Linked DNA regions of Pan troglodytes: region 2 is linked to region 1. Evidence: chromatin contacts called from public Hi-C data. All regions are on one chromosome and are shown on one strand. The core of a region is the stretch at or near the end of the contact, and the rest is flanking DNA. Distances in the headings are between cores, read along the strand shown.

Region 1 (4,413 bases), core at 756-3,255:
TGAGCGGTGGCCTCCTTTGCTCCCACTGGGGTGCAGGCCCTGCCTCCAACGGTCCGAGATGGAAGGGGGCAGGGATTGGAATCTATGTCATCAGCCTTCTCCCGACTCCAGCCCTGGGTTCCTCTGCAAAGGATGAGGGGGAGGGACCGTCACCCCGAAAACTTAGGTGCTTGAATGAAGATCACTGTTATTTAGGTCCCTCTGCCCACAGCTCCTAAAATGTAAAGGAAGGGGACAAATGTGAGAAACGGGGCTCCCTCCTCAAGCCCGCGGTTTGGCCATGGTCCCAACTTTTCCCCTTTGGCAGAAGTCCCACGGTCAGCTTTCATCCATGTTGATCCCCCAGAATTTGAGGCCAGGGGGCTCGGGGACAGCGGGACCCCCCATCTGCCACCTCCACAGCGGGTGGGCGGGCGGGGGCTTAGAGTCTCCCTGGAGGCGAAGCGAGGATGCCGGCTTTAGGTCTCCGTCTTCCCCCACCACCAGGGCCGGGGGGCAGGGGAAGCAGTTGAGGAGGCTGAAGGTGCTCGTGGTGGGGAGCGTCGGTGCAGGGCGGCGGGGCTGCGCGGTGCGCGGAGGGGGCGCCGGCAGCCGGCGTTTCTTGGCGGCTCCCCGAGCCGGCCCTTTCGCAGGCGGCCGCTCTGGCCCCCGGCGCAAACTCGGAGTGTCCAAAGCGAAGCCCTTCGCGTAACACCAAAGTTTCGACCGGCGGATCAGACGATCGAAATGTTCCTGGCGGAGATCTCCGGGTGCGGCCGGAGCCGGGCTGGCCGTCGAGGGGCTGGCCGCTGGAGCCTCGGGGGCGGCCGGCGGGGGGTTTCCATCGACTTCGGCAGGCTGGCCGGGCAGGAACGGCCGCGGCGCCGTCCCGGGACCCGCGGGCTCGGTGGAGAGGCCCGCAGGTGGCGACGGAGGCCGGGAACTGGGTTCCTGAGGCGGGCTGGCGGCTGGGCCACGCTGAGGCTCGAGACCCGGGGCCGGGCGAGGCGGGGCCGAGGCGAAGCCGGTCGTAGATTCCCGAGGGTGCGGGGGCGCAGGGCAGCGGCCCGGAGGTGCACAGGAGCGAACGCCGAAGTGCGGGAAACCGCCTCCGCCCTCTTCCTCCTCTCCGCGGCGGGGGCACGCTGCGACGTCCGCATCCTCGCCGGCCGCGGTGTTAGGAACGCCGGGCCGCCCGGTCGGTGCCCAGAGGTGCTTCAGGCCATCCGGGGCCCAGCCGCCAGGGCGCAGGGGGGCCTGAGGGCCCCGCAGCACTGGGGACCGCGCCGCCAGCTCCCCAGGCCCCGGGCCCAGAGAGGACGCTCGGGGCTTGGCAAGGGCGCAGAAGGCGAGGGCACGCAGGCACAGCGGAGAGAATTCCTGGGTCCCCCGACACGGCTTCCGGGGCGTGGGGGAGCAGGGCGACCCTCGCGGGGACGCCGGCACTGCCAGGCGGGGCGCGGGGCACAGGGTCTCCATGGAGCAGCCTGAGGGGTGCCCACTGAGCGGGTCCAGGTCCCAGCGGCGGGATGCCCTGGCTGCCCGAAGAGCCCACGGGCGAGGGGAACATCGCCCCCCGTCGACGGGGAGGTCTCTGCTCACGGGCGCCCCCGGCCCGCCACCCGGGGCCGCAGAGCTCGGGCTCCCTCTTCGCTCTCCTCACGCGGCCCTCCCGGCGGCCGGACTCCTGGGTCCCTGTGAGTCCCGGCGGGGTCGGTCGCCCTTCTGCCGCCGCGTCCCCTTCGCAGCCCCGGCGGGAGACCCTCTCGAGTCGCCCGAAGCGCAGAGGCAGGGGAAACAAAGCGGCCGGCGGCCGCGGGAGGCGGGAAGGACCCCGGGCCCGGCACCCGGTGCCCGGGCCCAGGCGGCGGGGAGGGCGCCTTCCGCCCGCTCGGTTTCTTTCTTCCCCGCTGGCTCCCGGAGACCGCGTTATAGAGAACTGCCCCCTCGCTGCCCCAATACCAGCGCCGGGGCCGCGAGCCCGCTGCTGATTGGGCCGCACCGCCCGTGACGTTAGCCCGGACCCCACCCCTCCGGCGGCACCGCCCCCGTCCCCATTCCGCACACAGACACACACACGTGGACCCGGCGCGGCGGCGGCTGGGAGGGAGCGCGGGAGGGAGCGTGCGCGGGTGGGATCGCGAGGGGCCAGATGCGCCGCCGCACGTGGCCCGGTGGCGTCCTGGGATTTCGTCGTCGCAAAGCCACTCGTTTTTTCCCGAGCAGTCACGGTTTTGCATCTGTAAAATGGGACGGTTCATATCTGCCCTCTTGGGACTAAAAGAGCTATGTGAATCAACGTAGATGAATCTCAGAAATAATGTTTAGGGGAAAGATGAAATGAGGCAATGGTCGTTTACAAGCTTTGCACAGCAGGGATTCTAGCGGGCCGTGAATGGCCCCTAAAACAGTGCGTGGCACACAGTAGGCTCAAAAATGCTGTAATGTATAAGTAGTTAATAATTCAGTACTTGTATGCAAGATGAACAAAAAAAATAAATTTGGAAGGGTGGGAGTGTTATTACATCCATGGAAGCCGATAAATAGGCTGTCTCAGTATCTATTTCCATTTCTCTGATGCAGTATCTAAATACTCCGCCTCAACTAAATTCCGAGGGCTGGCTCTGCAACCCCTGACCCCCAATCCCAGGATGCCCCCCTCTGAGGTTTGATCTGCCAAACAGGTTGAAGAGGCCAGAGGAGGGCACGCGCAGACCCTCACTCTCATCTGCCCCAAGGAAAATAAAGAAAAAGTGAATTCCCAGTACAAATTCTGATAATGCAGAACACACCCCCACCCTGTTCTATCCCCTTAACCTTCTTTAGTTTCTGCATAGCTTATTGTTACATAAAAGTCTGTAAATGGATTTATTCTTTAGTGTCTGTCTCTCCCATTAGTCTGGAAATGAGTTGACGAGAACTTTGTCTTGATCATCGGTGCATCCCCCACTGCCTAGAACAGTGGCCAAGATATAATAGGTGCTCAATCAATATGTGTGAATGAATGAATGAATGAGCAAGTGAGCGAGTGAATGAATCCTTGGGATATTTCTCTCTTGATAAAAATCAGGTTATTGGAATACTGCCGTTTCCTATCTGTGGAAATACAGAGATTGGTATGATGACTTGGGGTAAAGGTGTGGAAGAATGCTGGGGGCGGCCCCACAGATAAATATCTTATTCTGGGGCCAGGACAAGAGAGGGTTTCAGAACGGGGACAAATGATACAGCTTGCCTCCGGGCCCTTCTAGCAGTGACAACAGAGGTGTAGTTTCCCTATGTGTCATCAAATAACATCTGGGAGGACAGGGGTAAGGAGGATCTGCCTCCCCCACCTGCAAAGTCCAGAGGTAAAGTCCCTAGGTGGGGCGAGGGTTTGAGGAAGGAGGAGGTGTGATGTTCCATTGCCCAAAACACTCACCCTCTAACATCTGCAGAAGAGCTCTCCAGGGCAGTTGTCACAAGGGGGGATCCTGGGGTCCTGCCAAGTCATGAAGCTGAGCTGGGTCTAGACTCCAGGGCTCATAATTGCTCGAAAAGCCCACCTCTACACACACACACACACACACACACACACACACACACACACGGAAAGTTCTGGAAGGATGATCTTCATGGCTGTCTCTTCTGCAGGACAGTGCTGAGGACTCATCCTCAACAACAGTGCCTACTTGCACTCCTGTGCCTACCACAGTGTAGACACAAGGAGAGAATGCCCAAGAAAATGATCAGTATGAATAAATGAGTGAATATTACATAACAGTGCAGATCAATGGCCTCTTCTTTCTCTGCCTCCAAAAGCTGCCAGCTGCCCCTTCCCCATGTGAGTTTGGGGGCTTTATTGAGGGGTCATTACGATTGTGAGTGCTTCTCTCTGCCTCCACTATCCCTACTTCCCCTTGCTCTCATCAGGCACCCCAGAATATGGACTCAGGGATGGAATCACTCTACAAACAGTAGGAGAATAGTGTGAGTGCCTCTCCAGCTGAAAGGAGATCATCAAACCACCCTTTATGGCCTGGATGGGGGCGGGGGTGGCGCTGTGCAACCCTGGGCAGGTCACCTAGACACTCTAAGTCTCAATGTCCTTATCAGTGAAAAGGGGACAACAGTGGCTTCCTCACATTGTTGGGAGGGTTGAAACATGATGTGAGCAGTCACCAGAACTCACGTGGGCAGGCCCAGCTGCTGCAATTACCATTTCCTCCGGTAGAGGACACTCGACCCCATCCTCAGCCTGCTATGAGGGCGGCAACACCCTTCTCAGGAACCTCTCCTCCTCATAGGAGAAAAAGAGGGACAAGGCTGGATGCCGGGTCCCATCTAACACTTCCAGAGTGAAGGCTAGAAAGGGCCCCTCTGGATCCAGAAGCCAGCCCTTCCCTTTCCTTGGCTCATCTAGGTCTCACCTGGGGCAGTAAGGACTGTGTTCAA
Region 2 (4,413 bases), core at 1,417-3,916, 160 kb before region 1:
TGGAACTGGGCTCATTTCTGTCTGGGTCTCTGAGCACTGCACTGGCCAGGTTTGTAAGCCCACTCCACAGCCATGTGCTTGACACCTGGCAGGTGCTTCGTGTGTGTCGGATGAATACACTGGACAAAAGAAAAAAAGGCTGTGGGCGCAGTGGCTGATGCCTGTAATAATCCCAGCACTTTGGAAGGCCAAGGTGGGAGGATCACTTGAGGCCAGGAGTTCAAGACCAGCCTAGCCAACACGGTGAAACCCGTCTCTACTAAAAATACAAAAATTAGCCAGGTGTGGTGGTGCATGCCTGTAATCCCAGCTACTCGGGAGGCTGAGTCATGAGAATTGCTTGAACCCGGGAGGCAGAGGTTACAGTGAACCGAGATTGCGCCACCTACACTCCAGCCTGGGTGACAGAGGGAGACTCCGTCTCAAAATAATAATAATAATTAATAATAATAATTAATAATAATAATGCTCTAGCCTGGTGCAAGCGTCCCCTGTAAGCTCTGCATGGAGCCCCTGCCTGCACCTGGACACCTCTGGTGACAGAGACCTCCATCATAAGATTGCTGTGACAGGGAGAAAGTTCATTATAGTGACCTACATCCAGGTCCTTGTCACTTCCGTCCATTGCTCCTGCTGGCCCCCTGCTTTCCTGCAGTATATCCTGGATTAACTCCCTGATCATTCTGTGAATCTGCTGACCTCTGCATTCCTTGGAAGAGAAATCAGTCTGATCTCGTTGCTTCTGGAACCAGCTGGGATGAGAGGGTAGTTTGATCAGGTGATCCAAGCAGCCTCTTAAGTCTCTCAGAGAGCACTGGCCAGGAAAGAAAGCAGTACTGGCCACCATATGCTCCAGGCTGATCCTAGCAGTGCAACCACATTGCACAACTCCAGGGGGTGCCTTCTGGTGTTGTGCATTGTGGGCAACCATGGCCCAGGAGCCACATGCCTGTGACTCCTGAGTCCCTGACATGCTCTGGTTTTCTCAGAACTAATTAATGTGAGAGCGAGGACAGTGGCTGCAGTGGCCACAAGAGGCATCTGGGTCTCCATTCATTATTACACCATGGCTGAAACAAGAGGTGGTCTGTGAGGAGGGGTTGAAAGGGCAGCGTGACCTTGTCAGGTCATTCCAGCCCAAGACAGGAACCAGTCCCAGCGTCTGCTTCTACAAGGCTTCCTGTGTTAAGGGGACTTCATTCACCAATTGTTTGTTCATTTCATGTTTATTGAGCACCTGTTATGTGCCATGCAGAAACAACCAAGTCACAGCCTTTGCTCTTAAGGAGCTCAGAGTTCGATGAGGCTGATGTGAGAAGAGCTAGGAGCATAGTGAGATGACAGGAACATAGAGAAGTGATCTCCCATCTCAGGCAAAGGGAGGGCTGGGAAGTTGCTGTACAGAGGAAGCCATGTTCGAGCTGGGCCTTGTAGGGTGAGTAGGAGCTCATCCAGCAAATAGGGCAGGGGGACATTAAGGGCTGGCAGCAATGTAACAGTGTAGGTCACATCAAAGGAAGGGTTAGTAGGGCTGTATTTCCACAGTGAGGGCTGTGTTGGGGTTGGGGTCAGGGCAGAGCAGCGCAGTAGGCTGGGAAAGTTGGGGCTGGGTTGTGAAGAGCCCCATGTGCTGAACTGGGGAACTTGTGCTTTATCCTGGTGGGTGCTGGGGCATGCAAGCTTCTGAGCAAAGCTGGGTGAGGATCAGATTCCTGCTTCAGAATGGTGGCTCTGGAGGAGAGACCCGGGCTGGGGCAAGGGTGGAGGCAGGAAACCCTATTAGGAGGGGCAGGAGGGCCCAGCGAGGGCAGAATGAGGGCCTGCCGGAGGAGGAGGAGGAGGAGGAGGAGGAGGAGTTGGCTTTGGGAGCCATTTCAAAAGAATCCAGGACTTGGCTGTGGGTGGAGGAGAGAGGGAGGAGTCACAAGACCGCCCTAAGGTGAGCAGTGTGAATGGAGGCAGTTTGGGGCAGGGGTAGGTAGGATGCTGTGGTTCCGGATAGGTGAGTTTTAAGAGCCTACAGACACCCAGGTAGAAATGGATTCTCAATGGGAAGAAGAGTCCCGGAGCTCAAGTGAGTGTGGTGTTGGACAGGGAGGCCTGGATAGCAGTGCTGCTTGGGAATGGTATTTTCTAGGGAACACGAACAGAGAAGGCAAAGGGGCCAAAAACAGTCCTGGGAACACTGAGTCTTAGTGGGGAAGGCAGGGGCGGGGCGGGCGGCGGGCAAGAAGAACCTCCCAAGAGGCAGAGGAGAGGCCAGAAGGGCGGATGAAAACCAGCTTCCAGAAGGCCATGGCCGGCAGCATGGGCCCTCCTGGGAAAGTGTGAAAGGCCAAGGCCCCAAAACACCACAGGGTGTAGCAGTGAGGGCTGGTTCAGGTGAGAACAGCGGCATGAAGTTGCCCAACTTGGGGTTGGAAATCACAGTTTGGGAGCGGCTCCAATCCAAACCATGACACCATACGGGATCTTTCAGCCACTTGCAGGGGCGGAGCTGGCGGCGGGATTGACCTGGGATTGGGGATTAGCGGGGTGGGGAGCTGGTGGGGTCCGGCGGAAAGGGGAGGACGTGAACTTGGGCGGGTTGCCCTGGAGAGGCCTGTAGATGCTGGGCAGGTGGGAAGGCAGGTTTCCAGGTGGCGGCGGGTGGAGAGGAGGTGGGGGACTTGTGGTCAGAGAGCGCCCCTGCCGGGGATTTGGGGATCAGCATGCAGGAAGCTCTGGTGATGACACCCCAGGGGCGTGTGTGAAACGGATTCAGGCTGCCAAGCGTTATTCACTGTGGAGAGACTGTCATCACCAGAGCCGTGTCTAAAGGATTTAGCCAGGGCTGGATACGGAAAACAGAATGGAAGGGGGCTTTGGGAGACCAGCCCACCTCACAAGAAAGAGCTGAGAGCCTAGATTTGGGCCAGCGGGGGTAGTCTCTGGACGGAGGGCGGCACGGGGCTGGAGGAGGAGCGTTTTATGATGCGGCCGTGGGTGCTGGCCTTGGCTGGGGCTTGTGGCGACTGGGTGCCGTGACGTGGGGGTGGACCGGGTAGAGCGGGGTCGGCAGGGGGCCGAGTCCGGGCGCCCCCCGCATCCTGACCTGTCTCCCACACAGGGTTCGTGGGCCCCCAAGAAGGAGCCGTACGCCCGGGAGATGCTGGCGATCTCCTTCATCTCGGCCGTCAACCGCAAGCGCAAGAAGCGGCGGGAGGCGCGGGGGCTGGGCAGCAGCACCGACGACGACTCGGAGCAGGAGGCGCACAAGCCTGGGGCGGGGGCCACAGCGCCGGGGACTCAGGAGCGGCCGCAGGGGCCGCTGCCTGGCGCCGTCGCCCCCGAGGCCCCCGGACGTCTCAGTCCCCCGGCGGCGCCGGAGGAGCGGCCGGCCGCGGACACGCGCTCCATTGTGTCGGGCTACTCCACCCTGTCCACCATGGACCGCAGCGTGTGCTCGGGCGCTAGCGGTCGGCGGGCAGGCGCGGGGGACGAGGCGGACGACGAGCGTAGCGAGCTGAGCCACGTGGAGACGGACACTGAGGGCGCGGCGGGCGCGGGGCCTGGGGGGCGCCTGACGCGCCGGCCGTCCTTCAGCTCGCACCACCTCATGCCCTGCGACACTCTGGCGCGCCGCCGCCTGGCCCGGGGCCGCCCAGACGGCGAGGGCGCGGGCCGGGGCGGTCCCCGCGCCCCGGAGCCGCCCGGCTCGGCGTCGTCCAGCAGCCAGGAGTCGCTGCGGCCCCCGGCGGCGGCGCTGGCCTCGCGGCCCTCGCGCATGGAGGCGCTGCGGCTAAGGCTTCGCGGCACGGCGGACGACATGCTCGCCGTGCGCCTGCGGCGGCCGCTGTCGCCCGAGACCCGGCGGCGCCGGAGCAGCTGGCGCCGCCACACCGTGGTGGTGCAGAGCCCGCTGACTGACCTCAACTTCAACGAGTGGAAGGAGCTGGGCGGAGGGGGCCCCCCGGAGCCTGCGGGCGCGCGGGCGCACAGTGACAACAAGGACTCCGGACTCAGCAGCCTGGAGTCCACCAAGGCGCGGGCCCCGTCGTCCGCTGCCTCGCAGCCGCCCGGGCCCGGGGACACGGGGTCCCTGCAGAGCCAGCCCCCGCGCCGCTCGGCCCCCTCCCGCCTGCATCAGTGTCTGTGATCCCCACCTCCCACGCCGCTCGGGCGCCACCCCTCCCTAGAGCCCCTTGGGAACCAGGAGGCTTCACCAGCCTGCACCTCCTCTTCTGTTGCCCCTGGGTGCATGGTGGGGGTGGAGGGCGCAGCAGGCAGTGTCTCTAGTTGGTGTGCTGGAACTGGCAGGGCAGAGAAGGCTGGGGCCGGACTAAGTGAATGGAAGGGGGTTCCAGAGGTGATGAGCAGAAGAGGAGGGGGCGTGGGCTGCTGGGGTCTGTGTCCCTGCACACATGCGCCCGA

Evidence for each region. A called contact is a pair of places that touch in the nucleus more often than the background predicts.
Region 2: a contact with region 1 is called in a Hi-C map of induced pluripotent stem cells, with 2.6 times the contacts expected there. The contact joins the enhancer-like site here to the promoter of EPOP in region 1. A contact is called at or near these places in 1 of 7 Hi-C or Micro-C datasets (induced pluripotent stem cells) and 1 of 1 datasets of contacts at active chromatin or transcription factors (stem cell-derived excitatory neurons).

The regions. Positions count from the first base shown.
Region 1 is chr19:29,417,229-29,421,641 of NHGRI_mPanTro3-v2.0_pri, reverse strand. EPOP (elongin BC and polycomb repressive complex 2 associated protein) reads right to left here and starts at 2,005. Exons shown (of 1, transcript XM_016931893.3): 1 at 1-2,005. The coding sequence starts at 1,458. The coding sequence ends at 319.
Region 2 is chr19:29,581,469-29,585,881 of NHGRI_mPanTro3-v2.0_pri, reverse strand. ARHGAP23 (Rho GTPase activating protein 23) reads left to right here. Exons shown (of 24, transcript XM_054671613.2): 24 at 3,110-4,413. The coding sequence ends at 4,138. Among named protein-coding and RNA genes, the nearest start is that of ARHGAP23, 91 kb to the left of the region's middle. Within about 2 kb of position 2,666, at least 9 of the 24 cell types and tissues checked have an H3K27ac peak or open chromatin away from gene starts, as enhancers often do. A contact at or near this core is called in induced pluripotent stem cells, where this site is marked.